Regions from separate parts of the Gossypium hirsutum genome. Here region 2 is linked to region 1. The links are chromatin contacts, called in public Hi-C maps. All regions are on one chromosome and are shown on one strand. The core of a region is the stretch at or near the end of the contact, and the rest is flanking DNA. Distances in the headings are between cores, read along the strand shown. Region 1 holds the start of LOC107949631 (probable alpha-mannosidase At5g13980). Region 2 holds the start of LOC107949627 (phosphatidylinositol transfer protein 3).

Evidence for each region. Hi-C and Micro-C count contacts between places; a contact is called where the count stands out from the background.
Region 2: a contact with region 1 is called in a Hi-C map of leaf, with 2.6 times the contacts expected there. The contact joins the promoter of LOC107949627 here to the promoter of LOC107949631 in region 1. A contact is called at or near these places in 8 of 34 Hi-C or Micro-C datasets (anther, callus, hypocotyl and 2 more).

The regions. Positions count from the first base shown.
Region 1 is chrD03:43,502,476-43,505,357 of Gossypium_hirsutum_v2.1, forward strand. It overlaps LOC107949631 (probable alpha-mannosidase At5g13980), which reads right to left and starts at 1,421. Exons shown (of 29, transcript XM_016884367.2): 1 at 1-1,421. The coding sequence starts at 95.
Region 2 is chrD03:43,637,354-43,640,235 of Gossypium_hirsutum_v2.1, forward strand. It overlaps LOC107949627 (phosphatidylinositol transfer protein 3), which reads left to right and starts at 1,413. Exons shown (of 9, transcript XM_041090184.1): 1 at 1,413-1,607; 2 at 1,823-2,056; 3 at 2,178-2,680.

The sequences.
Region 1 (2,882 bases), core at 171-2,670:
TTCGATGTAGTATTGTAAATAATATACTTAGGTTCAACGCACCAAATGCTCATCAACGTGACCAAAATCAAAATCCACGCCCCATGAACAGCCATGGTTATCCTGGACGATAAACTCAGCTCAGAGAGAATAGAAAGTGAAAAGTTTGTGCTCTATAAATGAAAGCAAAGCTGCATTTAACGATCAAGCAAGGATTTCAAAGAGCAATGGTGTCAGCCGATCAGTTCTTTGTTGTTTAATTATTTGTTTAGTTGTGAAAGGTGAGTGAATACATCAAGACAGGTCGCTTTCAATAGTATATAAAATATTACGAAATTACAGTAATTTAAAGAAACTTTTCTTGAATAAGACAAAGAACTGTCCTTGAAGTGTTTGTTTGAGCTTATCTTATACTCTCGACTCGAACTTTAACAATGAATCGGCGATGCTTTGTTTTTTCCCTAAGTAACAAACACGTCCTTAAATCAATATGGAACCCACAGAAATCAAGGGGAATCAGCTCGTATCCTCCAAAGATCAAAAGAAAATCCAGCAAAATCTTCATCCACTGCCTTTTCATTAGACACGTAGACGAACCTCCCCCTCACTGGCCGGACCAAGAAATCGAGGAAATCGGGGGACAACAAATGTAAAACATAAACAGTTCAGTTCTTCTCACTTTGACATTCCCTTCCTCTCCAACTTCAGATTCCCTCTAAAATTCGCCAACAAACACTGAACGACGCCGTTCAAACCCACCGCTGCCTCCGCCTACCGGCATTTCCTCCATCATTGATCTACTAGGGGAGGTTAAGAAGATGGCGGCGACAAAGTTTAAGAATTCCGGTTTCAAGAGCTTGATATTAGGCTAGTCCAATCGAAGACCGTCGAAAAGTGATGAAAATATTGACTGACGAAGGTGCACAACTGAAAAAATGTGCAACTGTTTGAGTGTTGAACCGGCTGTCTCGCGATTCCCTTAGCGAAATAAGGGGGGGTTGTTTCCGCTGCCATGGTGGCTGAGGTTTAGAATCAGAGCAGTTAGATATTCCTCTTTTATTAACTGTCATAATCGTTTGTCTTCTATTTAAAATCTACAAGGGTTCTTTAGTGATCGTCCCTTCTTTCATCCACTGAAGTTAACTGCAGCTAAGTTGGTCTATTACCAACATGTTTAACTGAGAAACATGGAATGTGGAAAGGATCTTCGAGTCCAGAGGCAGCTATAGTTGATAGTTCAACTTACCCACTTGCCAATCACTTGATATGGTTCAAAGTATTTAGCAGATAACTTTAAGCATCTACGGCGCACCATAGAAGATTGTCTAGAAGGCGGTGTATATACCCGTTTTAGGTTATTAACATTTGTCAGGCAGAATTTTTTTTGAGGGGATGAAAATCAAATTATATATCTTTATTATAGTGAAAATTAAATTATATATATTTCATTATAGTAAAAATATAGTTTTATTATTTTAATAGTTTATATTTTTATAATTTTTAAATAATTAAATTAAATTTTTATTAATTTTGAGGAGTTTAAGTACAATTTATAAATGAGCCTATGAAAAACTTTCTATTAATAGTGCCAAGAGTTCCTAAAAGATATTTTCTCCATGTTGGAAGTATTTAAAGTTAAGCTCAAAAATATCGATAAAATTCTTGAATACACTCTACTTTTGAAATATTTGTAGAGCATAGTTTGAAAGTTCACATAAGCATATTATTAAAAAGTTTACTTCTTAACTATCTATGGAGTACAAGTATTTTCTTAATCTTTATTGATTAAATTATGCACTTGCATTCTTTTTGTCAAAATAAGTTACATAAGTATAATTTCCACGAAACTGTTATTATACAAATTAATTTTTTTTTCCATTACTTACTACTTGCAACATGATCACAATTTGTAACATGATCATAATTTCTTTCACTTTCATTGCCCATCATTCATAATATGTTCTTGTGAATTAACTCACTCTCTCCCACTTTTATAAATATGTCACTTTTCTAAATTCCTTTAATCAAATTTGCGCAAATTACTTTAATCTAAGTTTTTAAATGAATTAATTTTTCTACAAAAGTTTTTGAGTACCCAAAGTCCTTTAAAATGTTTCTAAGTCTAATGTATCGAGATAGATGTACTTTGACTATAAAATTATTCAAGGGAAACATTGTCTCAAGATATTTGGGTCTTGTCTTGAGAAAGACCAACATCAAAGTTAAAGGTGTGCTTCGGGGGAACATTATCTCGAGACAAAAACCTATTTATCTCGAGACAAGAAAACATCAAAGCTATGAGTTGCTTTAGGGAAGCCCTGTCTTGAGGCAATCATGTAATTGTCTTAAGAGATATCCCAAAATGTCTCGAGACATATCTGTTATGTCTCAAGATGGTATGTTCCAAAGGTCATATTTTGTTGTGCCTCGAGACATACATTAAATGCACAAAATAAATGCTCTCAATGGTTAGAAACTCCCTCCAGCGGCTCCAAATGTCCAAAAATCAATGAAAGGGTATAAATATGATTAAATGACACTCATATGAAGACAAGAAATAAACTTACAAAGATTAATAGCAAAAATCAAATAATATCTGTAATAACCCAATTTTACCCGACCCAACACAAATAAATAAACCCAAACAAATAAAACAAAATCTAAAACAAAAATAAATAAAAGTCTGTTAGTAGTCCAAGTTACAAGCCTAATAGTAAAATCCATTTACAAAAACCTAACCTAATACCTAATAACCCAAAGCCCAATAGCCTAACTATCCTAAAAAACTAACAGAAACCCTAGTTCCCTAAGGTTATCCGCGCCACAGCCTCCGCCTCGTTAAAGAACTCATCGCCCAAGGTTTGAAGCCTCATCTGCCTTTTCATCGAAATGGCAAGTGGCAG
Region 2 (2,882 bases), core at 163-2,662, 130 kb after region 1:
GAGTTCAAGGACTAAAATGAAAGTATGTCGACTTTAGCATGAAATTTCTGTAATTTTAAATGATTGAGAATTGTACAGGTATGAGTATGTAATCGGATTGAAATTGTGGGTTTAAATGTGAAATTTATAAAGGTTTCGGTTTTAAGGAATAAATGGAATAAAATGTAAAAGTTTAGGGAAATTCTTTAAAATAAAATTAATAGGTCATATGTATGAATTTGAGTGTTATATGGTATATGGAATTGATATTTTGAACTTAATTATTATTTAGATCAAGAATTGAACAACCGATTGATAAGTGAGGAAAAAGAAAAATTGTGGAATAGTCCTTATGACCCAATTCGATAGTTGGTTATATTAGGTAAGTTCATAGGGTATAATCATATACTTTTATGTATTGAATTTGATTTAATTGTGAATATTTCTGTAATGATAGATTGAAATTTTGAAATGTTTATAATTCAGTACTAAAGGTGAGAAAGGATTAAGGATCTAATATTATGCCTTGTATTCTTGAATAATATGATTCATGTGAGATATTGAATGATAATGACCTGATTTTGATATGTGCTCTAAAAATGTGGAAGTGCTCCTATATTGTAAATGTTCTGAATCTTGTATAACCATCAGTTTGAATGTAGTAAACGATTAGGATACGATTGGCATGCCAATAGGGTTAGTTGCACGCTTATTCTGTTCGCACTATGGTGCCCTTGTATGCACATTTGTGCCCTTGTTCAGCACTACGGTGCTCTCTAAGACGGTTACTTGAGTATCTGAGTTACTTTTGCTATAGTTTATCAGGTTATCCAAATCTATGAATAAATGGGATAACGATGTTTTTATATTTGATGATGCTATGTGATCGAAATAGCTTGAATGACATTATTGATGTTGAATTACTCAATGAATTTGTATACGACAAACTCACATGTTTACTCAATGAATTACTCAATAAAGTCGATGGAAATAATCGCTTCTGTCTACCAATTACTAAATCACTTAAAAAACTTGTCTCAACAATATATGATATATGATATGTATGATATTAATATATATAATCTTTTATTTTCGAAAGTATATATAATCGTTTGAATTATTTAATCTTAAATTATCAAATAAAAGAATAAGAATTTAAATTCATTAAAAGACTTCTGGATTAATATAATAATAATTAAAATTATATCTTAAAAGTTTTAAATTTCACTTATCTTAAAAAGTGAATTTTTTTTTAGAAATACCCGACTGGAATTTATTCAAAATAAGAGTAACACAATCAAATTAAAGAGACCAAGTTCAAACTTGAGCAGATCCTAAGCCAGCCCAAAATGCAAACAAATGCATATTGGCCCACTATTACGAAATGAAAGCCCAAAATAAAACAATTTCCAATTGAATACACCAACTGGCACACACTCCCAAGATATTCTCAACCTTATCGCCTCAAACGGTCCAGTTTCCAAAAGCTAGCAACTTTCCAAAATCAAACCCTATCAATTGTCATTATCCCTTCCAGAACATTGTCACAGCATCCACCCCCAGTTAAGTTCTCTCAGTCTCCTTCTTCCCACAGTTTCAACAATGAAATCTGGTACTCCTCCTTCCAGGTAATCTTCTCTATCCCTCTTCAAACTTTCAGTGGCCAAACAATGTGCAAGAGCATTTGTAGATCTGGGTACATGCTTGAACTAGATCCATTGAAATCCTCATTTTATCTGTTGAATGTTTCGAATGATAGCTCCTATTTCTGATTTGTCTTAAAGATTTGTCTGACATTTTTTTTATTATTGTCCCTGCATCGCCCTCTGCTATCACTACTCAGAGCTTTAACTGCTGTCCTAAAAGCAATGCTTGGAGACAAGCATAAACTTCCACCGTAAAAGGCGACGCAACCACCGTGTGGAGAATCATTTTAGAGGCAACAATCTCACCCAATGCGTTTCTAGCAACAACCCCCGAACCCGGTCTGGCTTGTGTTTGATTGAAGGAAGCATCAAAGTTGATTTTGATCAACAAATTTGTTGAGGGGTTCCATTCCTCATTTCCTTCCAATCTAGTAATCTTTCTTTCTTCAATCCCTTCGAGTTCTTTGATATAACGAACTACCCGTTCGCCTATTTCCTTCCCAGTAGACTGTTTCCTTTCATGCACTAATTGATTATTATTTGTCTAGATAGCCCATATGGAGCAACAGAACGTCCTGCATTACTTGTCCGTACTTCTTCTAAAAATCCAGGTAATCCACTCCCAATAATTCATAACTCAATTTGATAAATTCCAGGTAAGATTTAAGTGAACCCATACCTCCACTATTATAGGACAGTCTCGGAAAATATGGACGAGGTCTTCCACTAGACCCTTGCATCTGGGAAAAAACACGTTCACCACCAACCTTCTGGAAAATAAATTAGCCAAAGTAGGAAGAAAATACCAAGAAGTTTTCCATAGCATAATTTTAATTTTAGATGGGATCTGTAATTTCCATAATTTCTTGTAGAAATCAGTGCTATCATCTTGTCTAGAATTTGTATTCGAGAAAAAAGCACTTCTATGTAATAGTTTATAAGCGCTTCGAACAAAAAATTCCCTAGATGACTCACCCCTCCACACCAGCATGTCATTGTGAACTTCTTGTCCTAAAGAAATCTGGAGGATCCTTGTCGCAACTTACTCTAAAAAGGTACTGTTGATCAGATCTGCTTTCCATTTCCTATCAAAATTGTCAATTAAGTCTGATACCCAAACTATCTCCTCATTGCTAACTAACTTGTGAATTCTGTAACAAGCAAAACTAGGAAGCTACGCATCACTTTGAATAGAAATTCTTTCCCCTGAACCTACTCTCCAACAGAACCCACTTTGTAAGAGCCTTTTAGCAGCCC